7 separate regions of the Mus musculus genome follow, and regions 2, 3, 4, 5, 6 and 7 are each linked to region 1. A link is a contact called in public HiChIP or PLAC-seq, Micro-C and promoter capture Hi-C data. All regions are on one chromosome and are shown on one strand. Each heading gives the region's core, a stretch centred on a gene start, on an enhancer-like site or on the middle of the called end of the contact. The rest is flanking DNA. Distances are from core to core; before and after follow the strand shown.

What was found. Promoter capture Hi-C pulls out the DNA fragments that hold promoters and counts their contacts. A called contact is a pair of places that touch in the nucleus more often than the background predicts. HiChIP or PLAC-seq counts read pairs in DNA pulled down with a chosen protein or histone mark.
Region 2: a promoter capture Hi-C map of the C10 cell line shows a contact between it and region 1, with 2.7 times the contacts expected there. The contact joins the enhancer-like site here to the promoter of Bahd1 in region 1. A contact is called at or near these places in 3 of 39 promoter capture datasets (the C10 cell line, hippocampal neurons and liver), 1 of 15 datasets of contacts at CTCF or cohesin (large pre-B cells), 1 of 115 datasets of contacts at active chromatin or transcription factors (stem cell-derived neural progenitor cells) and 2 of 9 other capture datasets (embryonic stem cells and liver).
Region 3: an H3K4me3 HiChIP or PLAC-seq map of pro-B cells shows a contact between it and region 1, with 5 times the contacts expected there. The contact joins the enhancer-like site here to the promoter of Bahd1 in region 1. A contact is called at or near these places in 8 of 39 promoter capture datasets (the 3T3-L1 cell line, cranial neural crest, embryonic stem cells and 4 more), 2 of 484 Hi-C or Micro-C datasets (large pre-B cells and pancreatic cancer cells), 5 of 115 datasets of contacts at active chromatin or transcription factors (embryonic basal ganglia, extraembryonic endoderm stem cells, large pre-B cells and 2 more) and 1 of 9 other capture datasets (embryonic stem cells).
Region 4: a promoter capture Hi-C map of embryonic stem cells shows a contact between it and region 1. The contact joins the promoter of Srp14 here to the promoter of Bahd1 in region 1. A contact is called at or near these places in 15 of 39 promoter capture datasets (the 3T3-L1 cell line, 3T3-L1-derived adipocytes, the C10 cell line and 9 more), 4 of 15 datasets of contacts at CTCF or cohesin (the NIH/3T3 cell line, embryonic stem cells, large pre-B cells and 1 more), 110 of 484 Hi-C or Micro-C datasets (the 63-12 cell line, B cells, the BV-2 cell line and 64 more), 30 of 115 datasets of contacts at active chromatin or transcription factors (the 230-238 cell line, T-cell acute lymphoblastic leukemia, astrocytes and 17 more) and 4 of 9 other capture datasets (adipose tissue, embryonic stem cells, liver and 1 more).
Region 5: a contact with region 1 is called in a promoter capture Hi-C map of embryonic stem cells. The contact joins the promoter of Dll4 here to the promoter of Bahd1 in region 1. A contact is called at or near these places in 3 of 39 promoter capture datasets (all in embryonic stem cells), 13 of 484 Hi-C or Micro-C datasets (all in embryonic stem cells), 4 of 115 datasets of contacts at active chromatin or transcription factors (embryonic stem cells and pancreatic cancer cells) and 1 of 9 other capture datasets (embryonic stem cells).
Region 6: a FOXA1 HiChIP or PLAC-seq map of pancreatic cancer cells shows a contact between it and region 1. The contact joins the enhancer-like site here to the promoter of Bahd1 in region 1. A contact is called at or near these places in 6 of 39 promoter capture datasets (cranial neural crest, embryonic stem cells, hippocampal neurons and 3 more), 6 of 115 datasets of contacts at active chromatin or transcription factors (SST interneurons, bone marrow-derived macrophages, embryonic stem cells and 2 more) and 1 of 9 other capture datasets (embryonic stem cells).
Region 7: a Micro-C map of embryonic stem cells shows a contact between it and region 1, with 1.9 times the contacts expected there. The contact joins the promoter of Bmf here to the promoter of Bahd1 in region 1. A contact is called at or near these places in 9 of 39 promoter capture datasets (the 3T3-L1 cell line, 3T3-L1-derived adipocytes, the C10 cell line and 4 more), 1 of 15 datasets of contacts at CTCF or cohesin (the NIH/3T3 cell line), 12 of 484 Hi-C or Micro-C datasets (LSK cells, the N1E-115 cell line, cortical neurons and 4 more), 10 of 115 datasets of contacts at active chromatin or transcription factors (astrocytes, bone marrow-derived dendritic cells, bone marrow-derived macrophages and 3 more) and 2 of 9 other capture datasets (adipose tissue and liver).

Annotation. Positions count from the first base shown.
Region 1 is chr2:118,900,122-118,903,260 of GRCm38.p6, reverse strand. It overlaps Bahd1 (bromo adjacent homology domain containing 1), which reads right to left and starts at 1,646. Exons shown (of 7, transcript NM_001045523.1): 1 at 1,504-1,646. Gm32957 (a long non-coding RNA gene) reads left to right here and starts at 2,081. Exons shown (of 4, transcript XR_003954052.1): 1 at 2,081-2,509.
Region 2 is chr2:118,421,195-118,424,333 of GRCm38.p6, reverse strand. Eif2ak4 (eukaryotic translation initiation factor 2 alpha kinase 4) reads right to left here. Exons shown (of 39, transcript NM_013719.3): 9 at 1,836-2,371. Among named protein-coding and RNA genes, the nearest start is that of Eif2ak4, 34 kb to the right of the region's middle. Within about 2 kb of position 1,458, at least 7 of the 459 cell types and tissues checked have an H3K27ac peak or open chromatin away from gene starts, as enhancers often do.
Region 3 is chr2:118,450,459-118,453,597 of GRCm38.p6, reverse strand. It overlaps Eif2ak4 (eukaryotic translation initiation factor 2 alpha kinase 4), which reads right to left. Exons shown (of 39, transcript NM_013719.3): 23 at 2,065-2,186. Among named protein-coding and RNA genes, the nearest start is that of Srp14, 28 kb to the left of the region's middle. Within about 2 kb of position 1,492, at least 12 of the 459 cell types and tissues checked have an H3K27ac peak or open chromatin away from gene starts, as enhancers often do. A contact at or near this core is called in pro-B cells, where this site is marked.
Region 4 is chr2:118,478,267-118,481,405 of GRCm38.p6, reverse strand. Srp14 (signal recognition particle 14) reads left to right here and starts at 1,710. Exons shown (of 5, transcript NM_009273.4): 1 at 1,710-1,815; 2 at 1,956-2,028; 3 at 2,373-2,485. The coding sequence starts at 1,792.
Region 5 is chr2:119,324,063-119,327,201 of GRCm38.p6, reverse strand. Dll4 (delta like canonical Notch ligand 4) reads right to left here and starts at 1,418. Exons shown (of 11, transcript NM_019454.3): 1 at 996-1,418; 2 at 615-887; 3 at 82-139. The coding sequence starts at 1,061. Gm14207 (predicted gene 14207) reads left to right here and starts at 1,005. Exons shown (of 4, transcript NR_030683.1): 1 at 1,005-1,221; 2 at 1,873-2,034; 3 at 2,226-2,357.
Region 6 is chr2:118,519,414-118,522,552 of GRCm38.p6, reverse strand. No RefSeq gene overlaps it. Among named protein-coding and RNA genes, the nearest start is that of Gm32684, 22 kb to the right of the region's middle. Within about 2 kb of position 1,797, at least 195 of the 459 cell types and tissues checked have an H3K27ac peak or open chromatin away from gene starts, as enhancers often do. A contact at or near this core is called in bone marrow-derived macrophages, liver and pancreatic cancer cells, where this site is marked.
Region 7 is chr2:118,548,072-118,551,210 of GRCm38.p6, reverse strand. Bmf (BCL2 modifying factor) reads left to right here and starts at 1,525. Exons shown (of 5, transcript NM_138313.4): 1 at 1,525-1,671; 2 at 2,041-2,170. The coding sequence starts at 1,549.

The sequences.
Region 1 (3,139 bases), core at 397-2,896:
AAAGAAAGCTGGAAACCTTATTTTATGTCTTCAAATTTCTGCCTCAATTTATGGACTCAGCTTTATCATGTCCCTATGTGGGTACCTTCTTGCCCAAGGAAGACGGCTACAGCAATAGTGAAGGCATCGCCAAGCACAGTGGGTGTGTGTGTTGGGGGGTGGGGTCCCTTAGTCCCAATCCAAGTAGCCGCCTGTGCTCTTAAGACTGCCGACAATGGGCCACTAGGAGACATCCCAGGTGGAGTTAAACCTCTACCGAGAGGCAGACTTGCTGAAAGCCTCACTGCTAGCAGGCTCCGCTCGCCTCTGTGAGTCCACCAGCCCATTCGCCACCGGCCAGGGCACTCGGTGCGCACACCCCTCAACCCTGCCCCTCCGCCTTGGCTAAGTCGACCCCACTCTTCCCGGAGCCGCGAGGATATCTGCGGCTACAGACCAGAGCCAGTGCCGCAGCTCCTCCCGGTGGACGCCCCGGCCCCCGCAGTCCCCAGGGCAGAGTCCGGCCCCGTGCCCGCCCCTTGGGGTGGGTGCCCCGGACTCGCTCCCCTCCCCGATACCACTACCTGCGCCCGCTCGGGCGCCGCCTTTGTCCGGCTCTTCACCGCCGAGCGGGCCCCTTGGGCCCGACCTGACCCGGTCCACGGCCCCAGAGGAGAGGCGGCGGGACTGGCAGGGCACAACCAGGCCAGGCCTGGAGCACCGGGTCCCGCTGTCACTTGGAGGCGGTCTGACAACTTCGATTCCCCCCGCCCCACCTCGGACTCGGCCGCCGCCCCGCACGGTCCCCACAGGGCCTCCCGCGGCCCACACTCGCTGTTCGAACCGGTCCCCTTCCGTCTTCGGCGCCTCCCTTCCTTCAGCCCGACCCGATCGAGTCCACACTACCCCTCGCCCTGACGCGGCCCCCATCCCCATCCCCCCTCCGGCAATTGCCGGTCAGCTCCCAACCCGGGAGGGCGCCCCCCACCCCGAGAGGGCGCTCCCGCGGCGACGCCCCCAGCCGCGGCCCCTAGCCTCCGGGACCACGATGGGGGAGGGGGCTTGGCGGGGGCCTTGCCGCCCGCGCACTCGGAGGCGAGCCGGCTCCGCCGCGGCGAGGAAGCACCCCGCGTCCTCCCGCCCTCCGTAGCCCGGGACGCCCGCGCCGCCGCCGCCCGGCCAAGCTGCCACCCTGCGGCCGCCACCCACCCCGCCCCCGGCCTGCGAGGCGGGCGCCCCCCGGGGGCTGTCACCTCGAGGCGCGCAATGCTCCCCGATGGCGGGACCGCAGCGCCGGACCCGGGGGAGGGAGGCGGCGCGCGCGGGCGGGCAAGCAGCCGCACCTGCTTCTTGTCGTCCGTCCGTCCCTTCCCGGGGCTGGCGGGGGCGGCGGCGCGGCGCGCTCGGCGGGGCGCGCTGACGGGCGGCCGGTCCTCTCCCTTTTGCTAGTCCGCCTACCTAGCTCGCTCGCTCTCGCTCGTTCGCCCTCCCCTACCCCCTCCTGGATCCCGGCTCCTAGCTCACCGGGACGAGAGGCGCGGACGGCGCGGCTTCGGGCGCCCGCAGGCCCTGGCCGGGCTGGAATCCGGCGGCTGGAACCCCCCGGGGGCGCTCAATTCCCGGGCTCCACGCTGCTGCGTCAGCGCCTCCTCCTGGGGGCCGGGGCCGGGCAGGCGGAGCGGGGGCCGCGGTCGGGCGGGGCCGTCGGGGGGGGCGGGCGCGCCTGGCCGGGGCGGGCGGACGGCTAGGGCCGGACGGGCGGGGCAGGCGGCCGGACGGGCGAGCAGCGGGGGCCGGGCTCCGGGATCCGCTACGCCGCTCGCGGTTCCCCCACAAACTCCCCGAGAGCGGAGCCTCCGCCGCCCTCCTTCCTGCTTCCTCGTCCTCAGCCAATCAGCGGCGCGCCCCTCGGCAAGCTCCGCCAATCAGCCGCCCCGCCCTGCGCTGGCCCCGCCAGCCAATCCGGCCCTCGGCTCCCCCTCCCGGTCTCCAACCAATCAGAATCGTGGGTCGGTCGTCCCGACGCAGGGGGCAGCACGAGGCGGCCGGGGGAGGCGGTGCGGGGAGTGGTGGGGCCTGGGGGGAGGGGTACGGTGCCAAGGGTGGTGGCGGGGGATGATTTTCTTTGCCGGCTTCTTGTATTTTCTCCTGGTCTTTGGAGCCTGAGCCAGTATCCCATGGTGACCTGACCCTGAAGCCCCAGCACCTCACTGCAGACCCCCACCCTGAAAAATCTTAGCGCGCCCCCTCCCTGACCATCACCCTTCTACATCCCTCTTTCCTCGTAACCTCTCCAGCACCGGCTACAGTAAACTGAGGGTCGAGGGGGCACCTCACCCTCAGGCTGCTGCCCCCATGGCAAAGCTTCGGGAAGACCAACCGAAAAATTCAAGCAAGAACAACACCCCCTTTCCTCCTGAAAGGGCCCCAGACTCGCGCGAAAGGGCCCCGACTCCTGAGAAGCCCCTCCCGCCCTTGCCTCATCTTTCCGACTTCCCTGCTTGCCACGTCTCCTTTCCTTCCTAGCAAGGTCGGTCCTGGCTCGGTAACCCCTCACCCGCATCTCTTTTTCCTCTTTCTGTCCTTCACCTAACGCCCCCCACCCCAGTTCCCAATTCGCCCTCTTTCAGAAGCCAAGTGTGGAACCCTCATCCATTTCCAGCTGACAGCAGAGTCTGGTCTGTGAGTCCTTGACACCCACACACCCTCTTCCACCACCGCGGGGAACATCAGAGCTCTCCGGTGGAGAGGGAAAGGGGCGGGCAGCCCAACAGGCGCGGCTGGACACACTCCTTCGCGTCCCCAAGCTAGTGTAGAACCAGTGCAGACACTTACCTAGCTTCCCCATAGTCGCCTTATGCTGTGGCTCCGTCTCTCACACCCACAGACGTGCTTTTCCAAGCCTGAGCACGCTCTCGGGGTCAGCTGGGTGGGTGGGCACAGCAGGCTGAGGTCATATGAAGGGGTGGGAAGTCCCTGGGAGGTGCGGGAAGGGGCTGTGTCCTGGACACCTTGTAGCGCCAGAGCCAGCCCAGGACTTCACTTCAAGGAGCTGTAATGTGCACACAGTAGGTTCTTGAGAAATACCGAGTCCACCCCTGAACAAAGCCTCATTTCCAATTCAGGCGGGGGAGGGGCGCTTTGGGAGGTAAAGGAGCAG
Region 2 (3,139 bases), core at 209-2,708, 480 kb after region 1:
CTGACTATTCTTCTAGAGGTCCTGAGTTCAATTCCCAGCAACCACATGGTGGCTCACAACCATCTGTAATAAGATCTGATGCCCTTTTCTGGTGTGTCTGAAGACATCAACAGTGTACTAACATAAAATAAATAAAGAAAAAACTTAAGAAAAGTTCTATTTCATTTAAAAGAAATCATAAGTGACTTTTAGAAAGAACTTAAAAGTTTATATACTTTAAGGAGAGAATGTTGCACAGACTCAATGTTGACCCATTTCCTCAAATGAGGAAAGTATCATGGCTACTTTCTGCAACACACCAATAGCCTCATTTAAATGCTCTATGTTGCTTAAAGACAGGGGCACAGCGCAAGAATGAATCTTCATTACAGTATGCGCTGCATAAATTAACTCAGCTCCAATATCACAGCCAGTCTTACGTGGCTGCCATCATCTGCGTAGTCCATCACCAGTGAAACTCTGATGTGTGGCAGAGGGACTGCTCAGATTCAGAGACTGCCATATGAGTGACCAGCGAACTAGTGGGTGACGGGGATCGCTATGGTCAGGTCACAGGCAAACAGAAATGTGAAGGCAAGAGAGAAGATGAAGAGACTTGGTGAGTGACTAGGGAAACGAAGGTGAGGAGAGAAAGAGAGAGAGAGAGAGAGAGAGAGAGAGGGGGAGGAAGAAGAAGAAGAAGAAGAAGAAGGAGGAGGAGGAGGAGGAGGAGGAGGAGGAGGAGGAGGAGGAGAAGAAGAAGAAGAAGAAGAAGAAGAAGAAGAAGAAGAAGAAGAAGGAGAAGAAGAAGAAGAAGAAGAAGAAGAAGAAGAAGAAGAAGAAGAAGAAGAAGAAGAAGAAGCAGCAGCAGCAGCAGCAGCAGCAGCAGCAGCAGCAGCAGAGGCAGCAGCAGTAGCAGCAGCAGCAGCAGCACAGGGCAGGCCTGCAGGAGGCTGCTCCAGAGGGGTGCCAGAAACAACTGAATGCTCAGACCTCTTCTTATTAGAGACTGAGGGGTAGTGCTGGCTTAGACTGAGAACATTCAGGGTGAAGGTAGAAAATACTGAGGGGAAAGTCCTGGACAAATAGTTTAGGCCCAAGAAAAATCTCATTATTAAGGACTCCTCAAACTGGAGAGAGCCTGGCTGTGAGTCAGAGAGATGAAAAGGGAGAAGGAGGCTGCCCCACAAGCCTGATGACCCAACAACCTGAGTGAGTCCCTAGAGCTCACTGTGGAAGGAGAGAAGACTCCAGAAAGCTGTTCCCTCTCCTCGGTTTGATTGACACAAACGTCAATGGGTTCTTGCTCTCACAGACATGGACACACACACACACACACACACACACACACACACACACACACACACTTACTTTTTAAAAGCTGGCTTTGTAACGATTATGCACTTGTGATTCACAAGTGAAAAATCCTCTGTCTAGAAACAGGTGGTGGATTGGTCCTCTGACCTGGTCATTGGAGGACGAGTCAGGAAGAGAGAGGGCAGAACCACACTTCTTGACTGGTTTCCTGAGGCCTTCTCTTTGGTCTCCTAGGACTTAGCAGCAAAGTAACAGAGGAAGTCTACCACACCTAGGCCACTTCTTACCACTGCCAACGATTCTGGGGTAGATAGGAATGGGAAAAAAATTCTAGAGTATTCCAGGCAGCCTCCCAAAAGTAGTTTGAGAATCAATTATTAAACTCAAGTGGGTTCAGGAGAAGGTGGAAGGCTGTACTAAGGAAGGAGAACACATGAGCCTGGGCAGGAATTCGCCCTGACTCCCTTCCTCACATCTCAGCCTCCCCGCTCCTCAGCTGTACAGGAGGAAAGCAGGACGGAACGATCCCTGTCACTCACTTCTTCAGGAAGTCTTGGAAGTCAGCTGGCAGGTCACTGGGGATGGTCACCGGATACTCCCCACACTCCTGTCCTTGGCTGAGAGACAACAGCAGGAGGCCGAGCCGCCACACATCCCCTTTCTTTCCTGTTTTATAAGGCAGGGCACTGTCACTAAAACGAACTCGAGCTTGCTCAAATACATCCTCCTTGCAAATGTCTGCCAGACGCTTAGAGATGCTGTAGTCTGTTATCTTGACAGTGCCCTCGGCATCTACCAAGACACTGGACGCGCTCAGAACCTTGTGCACCACGGAGTTGCTGTGTAGGTAATCCAGGCCTGCCAGGAGCTGGGCTGTGTACTTGCGCAGCTGGTGGGCGGGGACTGGGCCCGAGTGGCTCAGGTGTGTAGCCAGAGAGATGCCACTGACGTGCTCTGCCAGAATGTCGATCACAATGGAGTCCTCCTCCTCTCTGGAGTTCATCGCAAAGTAGCGGACGATATTTGGATGGCTCAGTTTCACTAGGGAGCTGAATTCTGTTTCTGCTCCTTGAATCTGAGTAGGATATTAGGCAAATGACATTAGCTGGTGTTTCACTCCAAAAGTAAGGTGTGAGATAGACAATACACTTTCAAAGATGGGAAAATAGGATACTATGTCTTGATTTTTTTCCCCTAAACTGATAAATCAACCTGACAGTACATAAAAATGCAAGAAAGTTTAGCTAATTATCAACTTCAATGCCAAAACAGGGTATCCAAATACCATAAAATCGCTGTGTCTTTTAAAAATCAAAATTTTGGGGTATGTGTGTGATATGGTTAGCAGAAAAAAAAAGAAACATATTCAAAATAGAATCTTCTACTAAAAATTATTGTAAAAACAATGGATGTGTAGTTCAATGGTAGAGCATCTATCCAGCAGGCAAGAGACCTTAGGTTTAATTCCCAGCACTGAAAAATATAAATTTAAATATAATATAATACAAAGGAAAAAAATCCTTAGACTTATTATATGATCACCATCCAAAACTAACTACTGATTTTGGTGTGCTTTAAAGTTCTCTTGCTTGGCTGTTTTCTAACTTCTTTATTAAGCAAAGAATAAATAAATAGAATGTTAAGTGTTCCCAAGTCCAGCATTATTAATTCATATAAAATTCTTTTCTCATTAACAGCACTGCACATAAACAAAAGAGAAAAAAAATCCCTCTGATCCCTCAAAAGTCATTATAAAGCAACATTTTAAAAGAGCAGAAAAGATATAAATAATTGCAAACAGCCCAGCTCTGAAGCGGTAACTAATACCAGTAAGGCAGAAATC
Region 3 (3,139 bases), core at 243-2,742, 450 kb after region 1:
GGTCCTGCGCTCCACTCCGAGCACCCCTCACCCATGAGTAGTGCCCCTCCCTCCTCCCCTCTCCCTTCCTCTCTCTCCCTTGCTTCCTCTCCCCCCACATTTCTCTCACACATGCACATAATTATTTGGAAAAAAATTCTCTTACATCTTAAAAGCAAAAGTTGTTTTGCAACAAGCCATAAAAAGTAAAAAGAAAAGAAAAGCAAAAAGGCAAATGCCTTGATTGTATTCTTCCTCCTAGGACTTTGAGATACTCCCTGACACCCTACTTTTTGGAGATGCCAAGACAGGCTGATGTGCATGGTGGCTCACCCATGAGTAAGAGTGAGTTCATTGATCACATATACCAAGTGCGTGCAACACATACAGCAACTCATTCACGCCCAAGTTTCTCTCAGTTCTAGAAACCTTTCTTTACAAAAAAAGTGGGATTTTAGAGTTCCTTCAGAACTTATTTTTCTTAAGCTATCAATATATTATGGACATGTTTACAGATAAGATATACTAATAGGTGTGAGTATTCACCCTTACATATATGAATATTTGATATACAGACAAGTTTAGCTGTAGTCTTTTGATAAATTTACTTTACATGTATGTGTGTGTCCCAGAGTGCAAGTCCACGGAAGTCAGAAAAGGGTGTCAGATACCCCAGAACTGGAGTTATAGGCAGTTGTGAACTACTCTGTGTGGATTCTAGGAACTGAATCAAGGTTCTCAGCAAGAGCATTAAGTGCTCTTAACTACTGAGTCATCTCCCCAGCTCCCCTATTTGTCTAAAATGGGTCTCAGTACATAATGTGGCCTTGCCTCAAGCTTGTGATTCTCCTGCTTGAACTTCCAACTGTTGAGATTACAGGTGTAGGCCACTATGCCCAGCTACATTTTTAATAGCTTCTTAATATTCCTTAATATCATGACATATAGTTACTCATTCTCCTATAGATAAACATGATGGGTTTCATTTTTTGATACAATTACATAAACATCCTTTTAAGATTCATATACTGTATTACTTAAAAAAAAAAAAACCCTAAAGGTGGAACTGTCATTTCATGGACTATGGAATGAGAATCAAATTTTGAAAAATTTCAAGGCTTAGTGGTTAAGAGGCTTCTTGCTTTTCCGAGGGCCTGAGTTCTGTTCTTAGCACTCATGAGGGATGATCCACAATGCTGACAGTTCCAGCTCCAGGGATCTAATGCCCTCCTCTGCTTCGGTAGGCATGTGCACACATGTAGCACACACTTACATAGATACACATAGAGACATTTTTTTAAAAAAATAAATTTGTAAATTTTCATTCATTTCATTCTTTTATTACTTTTCTAAAAAGTTAGCCATTAGTAGTCTCAACAGCCCTGGTCATCTCTGAATAATATAAACATTTTTGTACCTTCCAAGTAAAGTTAAACATGTATGCACAGCACATATATCTTGCCATAACCTCAAACAGTTACTCATTTCCTGTCTATGTACCGCCTGGCCGTATGCTTCCTTTATGCCTCCATTTGTACCTTTAAAGATGTTTTGGTGCTGAGGATTGCACCCAGGGCACTGCACATGCTAAGTACATGCTCTCTCCTCGAGTTTGGTTGCAAGTGCCTTCTGTGCATTAGGGACAGAACCCCGACTCTCATACTCACTGCACGTTTTCCTCAGGTCTAGAGGAAAATGGTGGGTGGGCTTGCTAGCAGTTAAGGCTGTGAAAGACTAAAGTTGTTGCTGGCTAAGAAAGCTTTGGGGATCACAAGAAAGAGAACATGGACAAAACTCAGCATAGCCATTAGCTGTTTTAACATTGCTTTCTCTAGACAGCGACATTTGGGGTTTTACTGAAGAGCTAGCTGGCGAGTGAACGACATTCCTCTGTCTGAGTTGAGGTTGACTTGCTGTAGGGTGCTCTGTGGACCTCAGCACTGCAATATGGGGTCAGACACTTGCTGAACTCTAATACTGCCTTTACTCTGATTAGGTATTTCCTACATGTGGCTCCCCAGGATAAGGCTGAAGTGGGGGTGTCTGGGAGGGGCGAGTCTTTAACGGAGCAGCATCCCAGCTCACCCGCAGGTCGAACGGAAGCATCACCAGCATGCCGCTGTGATCCATGAACAAAGCCGCTTCGTTGTGCTCATATATTTGCCTGTTTCGGGGAAGCAGCAGTGGGGTGCACAGCTGGACAGCGCCTATACCAAAATACAGAGAGAGCCGCTGAGCCTCAGGTTCTTAACCCAAAACGCACACAAGCACACAGGTGAGTGAGCTGCCGCTGGGGCACTGAGAGCCAACATTGGCTCCCAATATTGGCTAATAATGTTCCAGATGGATAGATACATGGAAAGCTGACCTGGGCTAAGTCTGTTGATTTAGTCAGACTTTGGACTCCATGAGTCAACCGTATTTAGTAGCAAGGTTGGGATAATCAAACAGTTTCTCCTCAACAAGCTGGGCCAACTGCTTATCAATGGATTTTAATATATAGTCATACCAAAATCCACCAATAGCAATTTTTTTCTTTCATTGAGACTGGTCTCACTATATTGCCTCAGCTGGCTTCAAACCCCTTGCCTTAGCCTCCTGAGTGCTGAAATTACAGGCTTGTACAGCATACCTGGCCTTCCTTTCTTTCTTTCTTTCTTTCTTTCTTTTCTTTCTTTCTTTCTTTCTTTCTTTCTTTCTTTCTTTCTTTCTTTCTTTCTTTCTTTCTTTCTTTCTTTTCTTTCTTTCTTTCTTTCTTTCTTTCTTTCTTTCTTTCTTTCTTTCTTTCTTCTTTTCTTTCTTCTCTCTCTCTCTCTCCCTCTCTCTCTCTCTCTCTCTCTCTCTCTCTCTCTCTCTCTCTCTCTCTCTCTTTCTTTCTTTCTTTCTTTCTTCTGTGTGTGTATACCCACGTGGTATAATTTTGTGTTGGTATGTGCACATGTGCATGGGCTTGCTCACGTATGCATGCACTTGTGCTACAGGTTGATGCCAGGTGTCTCAGTTGCTCTCACTGAGCCTGAGCTTCCTGAGTTGGCTGTCGCCACCGAGCTTGGGGATCTTCCTGTCTCTGTGGCCCTGTCCCAGTTCTGGGCTTACAGATGTGTGCTGGCATGGCGGGGTTTTCAGTGGGTGCTAAGGACTGAGCTCAGGTTGCTGTGCT
Region 4 (3,139 bases), core at 461-2,960, 420 kb after region 1:
AATTTACTCTAGACCAGGTTGGCGTAACTTTTGAATTTTCTCAAACCCTACTTTTAATAATGGTTCCTAAATGCTCTAACCTCCCTTCTAGCCCACTACCTACAGGTTATTAGGATACAGGGGAAGTGTATCTGTTTAGAAATTATTCTTTGGAGCAAATCCCACCCCCATTGTCAGGAAATCAGCAGTTCAGTTCATAGCGTTCAGTAGCAGCAGCTCCATCCACTCGCAAATACTTCATTAATACACCGAGAAGCAGCCCAGCAGTCCAACTCAGAAGTGTTGGGATGGCAAACATGAATCAGCAGTGGTGGCATGACCTAGCAGAAACTGCCAGGCCTCCACCAAAACCAGCAGGAGCAATTAAGCCAGGAGAAGTTCTCTGCCATGTCTCTCTGAATGACGTGAAGATCATTGAAGACGCAAGACCGAGAAGCACTCCAAAACTAACTATGCAAGCCCCCATCACTGTCCATTGAGTCCTATTTATACTCCCTCCAAACATCACGTGTCCTCTAAGGGTCTTGCCTCAGTCTGACTTAGCAAAACTCCATGAGTCTGTATCAGCTGACATCACTCTGCCAATTGGCTGGAGTCCGAGGAAGTGGCAAGAAACTGCAGCATATCACCAGAAGTTTTTGTGTGTGTGTGTGTGTGTGTGTGTGTGTGCATTTCTCTCTATGGGGTCATGACAAACGGAGCTCAGCTACTCAATGTAAGGTGAACCAATGCATGCATGTTGTTATCGAAGAATCCTTCATCTCTCATTCTTTCTAAACATCCTTTTACCTGTGTCTGCTTCAGCGAAATGTTCTTTGATATAACCGATTTACCAAAGAAACCAGAAGTTTCCACTTTAGGCTGGCCTTGAACTCAGAGATCCTCTGCCTGTCTCTGCCTCCTGAGTGCTGAGATTAAAGTCATGGGCCATCATTCTTGTCTGAATTTAAGATTTTTAAACATCTTAAATCCAGATACTCACACTCCACCGATGAGCCACTCCCTCCCCACTCCCCTCTTTCTACCAGGAACAACATCTGAGCCTTCTGTGGCTATGGGCCCTGCTAACGGTGGCAAAGGCCCCGTGTGATCCCCGGCTCCTTCTCCAATCACTTTCACATATTTTCCCACCCTCTGAAGTAGGATAGAAAGAAAAAACTATGGACCCTGGAAACAAAAAAAAAAAAACAAAACAAAAAAAAAAGCACCTTTTTCTGGGGTCTAGCCTGTGCTTCCTGCTGACTTCAGCACTGCCGATGAGATAGATCAACAGTGCCTTCAGAGCAAGTACTCTTTGTCTAAAGATACCTCAAACAAAGATACTGAAACAGCGAACTCTGCTGTTTTAGCTTTCGGCTTTGAGTTTAACTTGGAGCTCCTTGGCCACTTATTCCTAAATGTAAACAATGCATCTATAAAAACACCTCACATCTTCATCTTCATCAGCAAGTTCTGAGAAACCAGATCATTGTGTAAAAAATGGGGAAAGTGAGTCAGTGGACTCTTGGGTGACTTGCATATGTCTATCCAGTCTTTCTTTTGCTCTCATTCCCTCCTACAGCCTACGGTGTAGCTTGACAACGCAGTCCAACCACCGAAAGCAAGCGTCACTCCTCATCCTGGATAGACGCGGGAGGAGGCGCCGAGCGCGCAGGCGCAAGGCAACCCGAGCGAAGCGAGGATTGACGGAAGACGTGCAACTAAAGCGGAAGTCCCGCCCAGCGCGAGCGAGTTTTCCGGCTGTAACCGCTGGAGGCTTCTGCTGACGGCGTCGGACCTGCGGAGCCCAGGATGGTGTTGCTCGAGAGCGAGCAGGTACCGGCGGCCCCGGAGGGCCCGGGACTCGAGCGAGTGGGGTCAGCTCGGGTCGCGGTTCTCCCTTTGCGGGCGGGCCGGGGCCGTGAGGCGGCGGGGCGAGGAGCGGAGGCTGCCTAACGGGGCGTGTTGTGTTGCAGTTCCTGACGGAGCTGACCAGGCTCTTCCAGAAGTGCCGCTCGTCGGGCAGCGTGTTCATCACCCTCAAGAAATGTAAGCAATCTCCGGGGCCGCCTGGGAGGGGACAGCCCGGCCCCCGGCCTGTCCGCACCGGCCACCTCCGGGGCTCGTGGCCGGTGCGGCGCCGGCCACCCACTCACCGTGACAGTGGGGCCCCAAGTGTGTCCGACGCCCGTTGTCAGGCAGCCCGGCCCCCGCTCCGTTAGTGAGGAAGAATATGCCTCGGGGTCCCAGTGTTTATCGAGCGAGTCGTTGCTCCTAGTTTTGGCTGTATCCTGAGTGATGGCGGACCCTTCCTTACGATCATCACTTTGGACCCAGAAGCAACGCCTGTGGTGGTGTTTACCTGGGTGGACTTTTTTTTTTCTTAAACACAGATGACGGTCGCACCAAACCTATCCCGAGGAAGAGTTCTGTGGAGGGCCTCGAGCCCGCAGAAAACAAGTGTCTGTTGAGAGCCACGGATGGGAAAAGGAAGATCAGCACCGTGGTGAGCTGGAGGCCTTTCTTAAGGCTCTGCTTTCTTTTGAGTTGGCCTGGCCGACTCAGAAAAAGTCAGTTTTCTCTCAAGTAGCCAAGGTACAGGAGCAACCTATCTCAGTGCTAGCTAGGGGAACACATTTAAAAAAAATTAAAATAGTGTCTTGCAGTCTACTCAGGCTGACTTTGAACTTGTGATTTAGGAAGCTCACACCAGGCGCTTCAGCCCGTGCTGGTGTCACAGGAGTGTCTCATCAACTGAGACAGATGACAGTGATGGTTTTTGTGAAGTTGGAGATGTGACCCAAGCCAGGGTCTTCATCCCGCTAAGTCATCGCTCTGGGTTGAGCCTCACCCCCACCCCGAGGGAGGAGGGGCATGTCAGGATTAGGTCCGGGTCCCCCTTCCCTGTCATTTTGGCCTGTCACTCCCAGGCTGTTGTGGGATCAGGATCTACTTCTGCTTCTTTTTGGTGGAGGGGGTGGGTTGTTTGGTTGGGATAAGGTCTCGGGTAACTGAGGTTCCTTAGGTCGCCTCTGTCTCCAACGTGGTGGAATCCTAGGTGTGCACCACCTTCACAGTTCCTGTTTTTGTAGGACAAACTATCAGCAATAAACTGTTAGGCAGAAAGTAGAGGCCGAATGCTTGTTCTGCTGGAGTCCGT
Region 5 (3,139 bases), core at 169-2,668, 420 kb before region 1:
CCCCACCCCCGCCTATAACTGGTTAACTCTTTCGGCGCTGTGTGATGTCGCCCCCCTGTGGCCGAGAAGTTAGATACTCACCTGGCCGCAGGTCGTCTCCCGGTGTGTGCCAAGCTTGGATGTTGAGTGAGAAGGTTCCCTGGGAAGCAAAAGGGGGGGTGGGGGACATTAGAGATAGCGATATCAGCAGGGAGGGAAAGGAGGGGGTGCCTCGCAGCAGCCTGTTTAATTAATCTAATTGCAGGATATAGTTACGGAGCTCGGCTCAACATAACTGGTGTTCGCGCAGCGCTGCGCGCGAGCTGAGAAGGCAGGGGAGGGATGAGGGATGCGGGAGTGTAAGTGAGAGCCGGGGGGTGGGCGGGCGGCGCCGCGTTGGGGGTTTGGTAATGAAATTCGTATCCCAAGAATTGGGGAGAAGGAAAGGGAAGAAACTGGGAGGAAAGACTAACCAAAGCCTCTCCGGGATGATCCTATGAGAGAACAGGGGGGCGGGGGCAGAAGAGAAAGAGCCCTTGGGGCTCTCCAGAGAGCGCTTTGGAAAGGAGCTCTGGTGTCCCGGCGCTCCCTTCTTTCCCTTCGGTTATCTCCCGGTGCATTTAAGTTGTGCTTACCGGCCAGGTGAAATTGAAGGGCAACTGCAGAGGGTTGCGACCACTGCCGCTATTCTTGTCCCTGACGACGAAGGAGTTGGTGCCCAATACCGGCGTGGAGACATTGCCAAAGGTGCAGGGTCCCTCGGAGAAGGTTGCCTGGAAGTGCTTAAGGCAGATGCGGAAGAAAGTCCGGCAGCCCGGTTCGCAGGACTGCCCATTGGCCAGCATACCGCGCTGGTTGACGAACTCCTGCAGCCGCAGCTGGAAGATGCCGGAGCCCGCAGCGCGCTGCTGCACAGGGACCGAGAGAAGGAGGGAGGAGAGCGGTCAGGCTCAGCCGGGGCCGGGGCGCAAGCCCGGAGCGCTGCGGGAGGGGGCGGAGAGGACGTGAGACATTACCTGCGGCCACAGTACCGCCAGCAGCAGTAGCGCCCAGCGACAGGCGCTCCGGGACGCAGGCGTCATCCCTTGGGGTGTCCTCTCCACTCCGGGACTCCGAATCTGCTTGTTAGGGATGTCGCTCTCCCGCAAGTCCCGTCTGCCAGCCGAGTTCCTGAAAAGCTGATTCCCCTCGGGACGCTGCTCCCTTGTCGCCTTCTCAAAAACTCCGCTGCTCGATGCCTCGGTAGGTAATCCAGGTGAGGGCGACTGGGCGGTGGCTGCTCTAAGTACGTGTCCTGGAGCAAATCCTAGGGTCTCGAGCGGGCTAGTGAGGGAGTACACTGCACCCAAGTGACTTTGGCTGCAGCTCTTGGCCTCGGGTTCCTAGCCTGCGAGCAGCGCCGCTACTGAAACCTGCTTGCTCCAGAGCCTTTCTTATATATATTGGCTGCTCTTCGCAGCCTGTCAGTCAGACAGACTCACGGTCACTCTCCCCTCCCCTCCAGGCCTCTAGTGGCTACAGTCCCAGCACCCACCGGAGGGGGCCTCCGCCCCCGCCGCTCCCCCTGTCAGCCAGCCAGTAGGGCGCAGGTCCCCGCCCCTCTTCCAACTTCTGGGCTTCCAGCTCTGCGCGTGCCCGGCGAGCAGTCCTTAGAGATCGTCTGCTTAAAGGCTGAGACCCTCGCCACCAGAGGATAGGAGGGTAGCCCAGTGATGCGGCGGGAGGTGAGGTGGTTCCCGAATGGTCCAGGGGGTGGAAACTCTAAGGGGTCCCCGTAGGCGGTGCACCTGATCCAGGCATTAGATACCTACAGTCCTCTAGCAGGTGGGGAAAGCTTAAACTAGGAAAGCAAAAAGCAGGACCAGGGGATTTGGATCTCCCTTTCCTTTCCAGACTTTAGGTAGCTCCTGCCTCGCTGGCCTCCAGCCTATGTGTGCCCACCCTCCACGCGTCCCCAGCACCGCAGGGAAGCCATCCGACGCCTTAACCTTTCCCTGGCTATTCCAAGCAAGGCAAAGGGCCAAGCGTCTAGGACTCTGGTCTTCTCTGCACCTGGTAGGCGTGTCACCTCAAGCAGCAGGGCGTGCCCAGCGCGTGCCTTCTCTCTTTGTCCCCCACCCCCACTCCCTCCTGGCTCGTGCTAGAGCCAGGACTAGAGGTTCGAAAGAGAGGTGGGGGGCGTGGTTCTCGAAGTGGGGGGGGGGTCCTCAGCTGTATGGTAATGAGGTTCTAGTCTTTTCCCTCAGTGCCTATCTCACCTGGGTCGCGCTTGGTCTCCATATCCTCATCCTGGCCCCCACCCGCGTCCCCTAGCTCCGCTGGAGTAGGGAGGAAACTTTCTTAATTCCAGAATTTCCTTGGGCCACTTGAGAGGCAAGGTGAGAGAGCTTGAGGCTGATCAGGTCTAGATCTCTCTGCATAGGGCAGGATGTAGGGTGGAACTGGAGGCGCATAGAGTTGTTTGAGTTTCGGGTGGTTTCACCCATGTCACACGCGCGCCTCTCCCGGGTGGCCTCCGAGCGCAAACCCTGCAGCTGCTTTCCCAGAACCCGTCGTGCTCCCCCGAGGCTGCAGACCGGGGAGGGCTGGCTTCTCCCAGTTTTGGGGGGTGCTAGATTTCTCTCTCTCTCTCTCTCTCTCTCTCTCTCTCTCTCTCTCTCTCTCTCTCTCTCTCTCTCTCTCTCTCTCTCTCTCTCTCTCTCTCTCTCTCTCTCTCCTACAGTGAGAGCGGTGGGGGCCCTGTGGCTTCAGCTGTCAGCCCTCCCGCGTGGTGATTGCTGGCTATGGTCGGACGATAAGATCAGTGCGGGCGGGGGTTGAGGGGAGCAGGGACGCGGCTCCAGCCCCAGGGAGGCCGTGGTAGGGGGAAGTGGAACCCAACAGCTGCCAATGACGAACATGGTCTGATATTTTGACTTGGGTGGTGGTGATGGAGAATTGGGGGGGGGTAAGAAACATGAGGTTGTGAGCGTGGGGTGGGGGGTGGGGTGAGGTGAGGCGACAGGCTCCGGGGTCCCCCACGCACGGCCACCCCTCCCAGCCACCATCTGGCGCGAGCGGGTTGGCGTGGGGAACCGAGGTGAGGCGGGGGCCGGCAGATGGGCCCAGGCTGCACTAGCGAGTTAATGTAGGTTATGGGCAAGCCGAGTCCCAGGCCCGA
Region 6 (3,139 bases), core at 548-3,047, 380 kb after region 1:
ACTGAGAGATGTTGCTTCTGCATCCTGTGTGCCTCACCCTCTGTGTACCGTGAAGGAGAATTGTGCAATCACTGGAGACTTGTGTTTATCAGACTGCATTCCTGATGTAAGGGGCCCACACTTCCTGTCCACACACTCAGAGACCAAAGCCATGACAATGGGCTGGTTCTTTCAGAAGCCACGACTCCAGTCCAGACAGGGTATTTGTGGCCAGTCTTTATAGCACTCTTATCCAACTTAAAGAGGGGTGCCTTCCCATAAACACAGCAAGGAAGTTCTGATCATGTTGTTTCAAGGCTCATCCTAAATTAGTGTCTGGGAACTAATCAGACCTTGAAAGTATAGGAAAACATGGCCTGAGGCTATGGGAGACCCATAGCAGGTACAGGCAGAGGCCAGGAGGTCTGCGTGTCCCTGATATAAGTTTCTTGTTTGTCACCCGAGTGAGCCCAGGGTTATGCCCGATGATTCTGACTTTGAAGTGGAGAAGGTTCAATGCCTGGTGGTCACCTCATTTCTAACACACATTTACCAAGTGCCGATGAGCCCCAGGCACCAATTTCAGAAGCTCTGAAAAAATGTGAATATACTCGAGTGAAATGGGCATTATTTTAAACAGAATCACAGAGAACCTTCCAGCCCCCAAGTCTGGTAAGATCAAAGCTAGGAAGAAGTCTCTTTGCTGACACCAGGGCCAGGATCCAGTCAATGTCCCACAGCTGGCCATTCCAAGCATGAAACTTCAATGATCCTTCCCCAAAGAAAAGAGTGATGGCTCTCTCTCTCTCTCTCTCTCTCTCTCTCTCTCTCTCTCTCTCTCTCTCTCTCTCTCTCTCTCTCTCTCCTCCCCCTTTCCTTCCCCCTCCCCTCTTTCCTTTCCAAATTTATCTCTTTTATTCTGTGTAATGTATGTGCACTGGTATGTGCCTAGTATACAGGAGCCAGAAGAGGGCACCAGCTCCCCTAGAACTGGAGTTTTGTAGGTGCTTGGAACAGAACCTGGATCACCTGCGAGAGAAGCATGTACCTCCAACTAGTAAGTCATCTCTCTAACGTCTGACACCATTCTCCTTTGGGGACAGTGTTTAAGACAAGGTCTCATTATGGAGCTCTGGCTGTCCTAGAACTCACTATATAGACCCGGCTGGCTTTGAACTCAGATACCCACCACCCTTTGCCTCCTGAATGTTGGGATTAAAGGTGTCTATCACTGTGCCCAGCTAGGTACTATTTTCTTGATCACCAATAGCTATGGTTGGGTGAGTGGCTCTGGACATACCTAGATAGACAAGAGGGCCCTGGAGGGGCCTGATGGGACCTGTGATAACTGGTCTCATTCCTCACCATAGCTCCACCCCCTAGCAAAGACCTTGACTCTGACCAGGAGTTCAGAAATCTCTAGAAAAAGGCAATGAAAACTCATCCTGAGAGTAACCTCATAAGTGCTAATGGTGTGGTGTTCAATAAGACCATCACCACCATCTTCCCTTCTCCCTATATAGTCCAGGAGCCCGGGATTTGTATGACAAAACTAAGCTGTTTCCTTTCTTCCTGGTGCCACAAGGCTCCAAGCAAGAGGGCTTGGAGTTCTGGGCTGAGATGCAGCTGGGGGAAGGGCACACTAGCCACGGGAGCAGTAAGCAGCTATCAGCAGCACAGGATGGCGGGCCACCTGCCTTGTGTGGGAGGTCACAGGCAGAGTTTTCAAGGGTCCTTTCTACCTTGGTGAAGCCCAGTGCACATGGCTGCTGGTGCCTGAGGGTGCAGCCAGGGTAGGCTGAGTCAGTGGACTGACACTTCGTCTGGCAGTGGCTTGCCAACAATCACCCTTCCACTCCTGGGAAGAATCAAGGAGTGGCTAGGCCTGTCCTGAGGTCTTCTCCAGGTCCCCAGCCATGCAGGAGCAGAGGGCGAGCTAAGGGGATGCTGGGAATGGGCTAGCCTGCAGTGTTTACATGTGAAGACAAGGGCATGCTGTGGTTAATCTTTCAAACCACCCCAGACATTTCTCTAATGGCTTTGGGCTGCCTCTTAGCTGGGTATAGGGATACTGTGTCCCTTTGCAAGGTCACTCACCCCTACCCTGTCTCTCTGTCTCTGTCTTGCCCCCCACCCCAAGAAATACCTGCTTGGCTCCTCAATAACGCATAGACCTTCCAACAAAGAGTTAACCTGCCCCTAGTAGCATCCCACCAGAGCCTTTGAACCAGCCTTCTGTGCCTGCCCATGTGTGTAGCCTCAGGACTGCCACTCACTCACACTTGCTGGCTCTGCTGCAGTGTACACAAAGGCTGCCTTGTTTCTGGCCGAGCTGGAGTCACATGTTTTCACTCTTAACCAGAGCTTTAAAACGAAACAGCCACCCTCTCTGGCCCCAGTTGACCCTGTTTACGTCTGTGGAGCCAATTCCAAACAGCTACAGTAGCGAAAACTGCTTTCTAGGGGGACTTCTTGACTGTCTGTGTAGAGAGAACAAATCCTCACTTTGTATAAAGGGGGGACTTTAAGGAGTTTAGGGAAATGCCTTAGAGGGGAAAATACTAGGAAGCCAGCAGCTGGCCACAACTTCTCTGTTTTCTAAAGTATCTCTTACAGGAGACCCCAGGGGCCAAAGATAAAGCTTGCAAGAAACAAAAGGATGAGCAGAGTTTTCAGGGCAAAGAGACAGAACCTTCTGGATATTCCTAGTGAGATCCCATTATTTAACCCTTGAAGAAAGTGATATTTTCTTCTTTCTTTCTTTCTTTCTTTCTTTCTTTCTTTCTTTCTTTCTTTCTTTCTTTCTTTCTTTCTTTCTTTAAAGAATAATAAGTTTTTGTTTTCTTTTGTGTAAGTGTGGATATGAGTGTTTGTGTATGTATATGTGTGTGTGTGTGAGTGTGTATAAGTGTATCTGTGTGTTTGTGTGAATGTGTATGAATGTGTGTGTGCGCTCGCGTGTGTACATAATGAGTTAATGAGCAATGCCCTTTGTTTGGTTTGTTTGTTACTAACAGTAGGAAAGAAAGTTCTCTTTCCTGGCGTAGGGAAATGACCTGAACTGTGGAGGCTTCTAGAAACGTCTGGTGTCAGGTCTGGCTGAGAAGGACCTGTTTTGTTTTGTTCTGTTTTTTTCTGTTTGTACCCTGAAGACTTTCTT
Region 7 (3,139 bases), core at 276-2,775, 350 kb after region 1:
GCCAGCTTGTATCTTAGAGCAGACTGTAAGTAGAGACTGTAACTAAGCCCAGCTTCTCTGCTTTGCCCGTGTCTCTATTGCAGCTCATTTAGGTTGTGGCAGGGCTCTGTTCCTTTCACTGATTTCTGCCTCCCCACTCAGTTTTCCCCAAAATTCATCTTCTGTAAAATCTTTGCTACCAGTCCTCTATAAAGTAATTCCTTGGGGCTGAAGAGATGGCTCAGTGGTTAAAAGCACTGGTTGCTCTTCCAGAGGACCCAGGTTCAATTCCAAGAACTCACACGGCAGTTCATAGCTGTCTGTAACTCTGGTTCCGGATGACACGCTGTCACAAAGACATACATACAGGCGAAACACTAACGCACATAAAATAAAAATTAACAAATTACTTTTAAAAAATACAGACTCCTCAGCCTGGTATTCCAGGGGGCACCTCTGCAATCTGACCTGAATCTACCTGCCCATACCCTCACATCCTAAATCATAGTGAAGATGCCAGAGAGCTTGATGGGGGGGAGGGGGGACGGGGGGGGCGTGCAGCTGATCTTGCTTTCCAGACATGTTAAGTACTTTATTCTAGCTCCCTGACCTCTCTGGGTCAGGACTGTTTTATTTGGTTTTTATTTAGTGAAATATTCCCCATTCTTCAAGGCCCGACTCAAAAATCTTTGCTTATTATCCCTAAAATAGCACCATTCAAGCTGGTTTCCATCATTCACATGTGAAGTATCGGTTCATTGAGGTCAGGCACCAGAAGTCTAGCACTTAGACCAGGACCTGGCACATAGTAGGTGTTCAAAAAAATGTGGAGTCATCCCTAGATTGGCCATAGTACACGAGATGCGTTTTGCTTTCTTAGCAGTCCAAGAACAGCCTTCTGCTGCTGCCATAGATAGGGCTGTCCGAGCTACCCCTTTGATTTCCCCTCTGCTAGAGTCCTTTTTTCAACAGTGATCTTCCACAGTCTAGAAGAGAGGACATGGCCTTTCTTTGCACTTGATGGATCCGAATGTCATTTGGTTCTAGATGCAGACACACGTGTTCTCCTCCAGCTTTCCTCAGACACGCCCAACAGGAAAGAGGGCAGTTTTTTGTTTTGGTTTTTTATTTGTTTTGCTTTTTTTTTATTAGGGACCAGCAGCTCGGTTTTTTTTTTTTTCCGCTATATATTACAAGGCGCGTCTGAAAACTCCCAGTCTCCTCCTGAGCCGGCTTTTTGGAAGTCCTGCAATAACTCAGCCCATTTCCAAGTAGACAAAAGTCACTTAGGCGTCTTGTCCCCCCACTACCTAGTAGAAAACCTAGGGACTCTCTGTCGTTTCTGGGGCTTGCATTAGGAACCGAATCCTCACCCTCTACAGCGCTCCAATTGCGCTTCTGACGGAGGTCAGAAATGCGCCCGGCCCCTTATAATGTTTCCAAGGGAAGGTTTGTACATTGGTGATTGTCCCTGGCAGCTGCCCAGCTTGAGACTTGGACCTCCACTTGCCATTGGTCAGTGGTTGGAGTGACGCAAAGAGGGGCGGGGCCTCATCAGCTGTTTGCGGGATGCCCGGAGCGGGCGTATTTTGGAAACAATACCGCGCGGTGTGCCGTGGCCTCCTCCCGCGCCAGCTCGCGCCTGCAGCAGTCGCTGCCGCAGCCCGCGCCACCGCCTCCCACCGCAGCCCGGTGAGCGCCCGGGCGGCGGGGGGCTAGGCGGAGTTGGATCGTACCTCCTCCGGGAAGTGGGGAGCGGAGTCGCGCAGCGCGTGGGGGCCCGGGGAAGGGTTTGGACTGCGGGCATCTGGGGTGACCACGGGGAGTTGGGGTGCAGGGATGTGGGAACGAGGTGCAGAGCACAAATTTGTGGTTGCTGCTCCAAGAGGGGCTTTCGGGAAGCATTTGGAATTCGGAGTTAAAAGTAGGTGAGCAAATGATCCTGGGGTCCACTGCCAAGCTCCCGGACGCTCTGGCCTCCGGGTGTAACTGTGGGGTGGGGCCGTAAGTTGTGGTGCATTTTGCCTCCCTGCGGAGTCTGAAGGCTCCTCTTCTTAACAGCTGGAGTTTGCCCCCTTCTTCCCAATCGAGTGTGGGCACCAAGCCCCCCGAGTGTTCTTCACCCTGGACCCTGGCGCAGAGCCCTGGCATCACAACTCGGAGGCTGAGACGCTGTCCTGGAGTCACCCAGGTGTGTGTGCGTGTGTGCATGTGCGTGCGCGTGTGTCCTGAGATCTTAGCCACTATTGAGTTCAAGGTATCTGGCTAGTGCTAACTCCTAAGAGGAGGAGTTTATATTGAGCATCCTAGTTGGATCGCCGAAGTTCTGCGATGGCTCCAGCGGACTTTAAGACCTTTGCTAGGAATAAAGCATTCCCTGGCGGTGCTCTCAGGAAGTGCCCTCTTCCTATCAGTCTGGACTTTACCACTTTAGCTCAGGGAAGCTGAGGGTCTCCACTCTTCCCCAGTTTACTTTTGACTTTGCCCAGAGCCCCTCCGAGGTTCACACTAACTGGAGAGCCACCTGCAGTTCTTGTGCAAAGTGGGGGGGGGTCCTCCGCGTTTTCAGAGCCACACCCTCTGGCTGCACCTCCCCCACTGTCCAGTCTAGGCAAGGGTTGAACTTTGGGGCTTTGCTGGGAGGGGGAGGGGAGTGATAGGCTTCAAAAGAAACACCAAGACAATGACTCCTGCTTGTGATTGGCTCTGGAGAGTCCCTACTTTGGTTGGGATAGCCACACTGCAAAGAAGAGGTTGAAGGACAGAAGAAGCACTGCTAGGTGACATCTCTTGGTCCTTTCATCTGGAAACTTTACGCTGGAGTTACCCCTTTCCTATCGGAACAATAGCAGGCATGGAGTCATTCTCCAGGGAAGAGGGCACAGGACTACGGATAGCTCAGGGGTGGGATGGGGTAAGGCTTGAGGGTTGAAGTAAGAACCTCACAGAGCTTGCATTTGGGAAAGTAAGGTTTCTGAACCTAACTGAGATTTCTGTAAAGACTTAGCCCCACAAACTACTTGGCTTGTCTTTCAAAGGCAATAAAGTGGGGATCGGAACTCCCTGGAATCCCCAGCAGTCTGATGATGACAAAATTTGTCCTTGCATCTCCTTAACCATTCAGGTGCTTGTTGATGCTTCTGGTTGCCCCAGGGGCCCT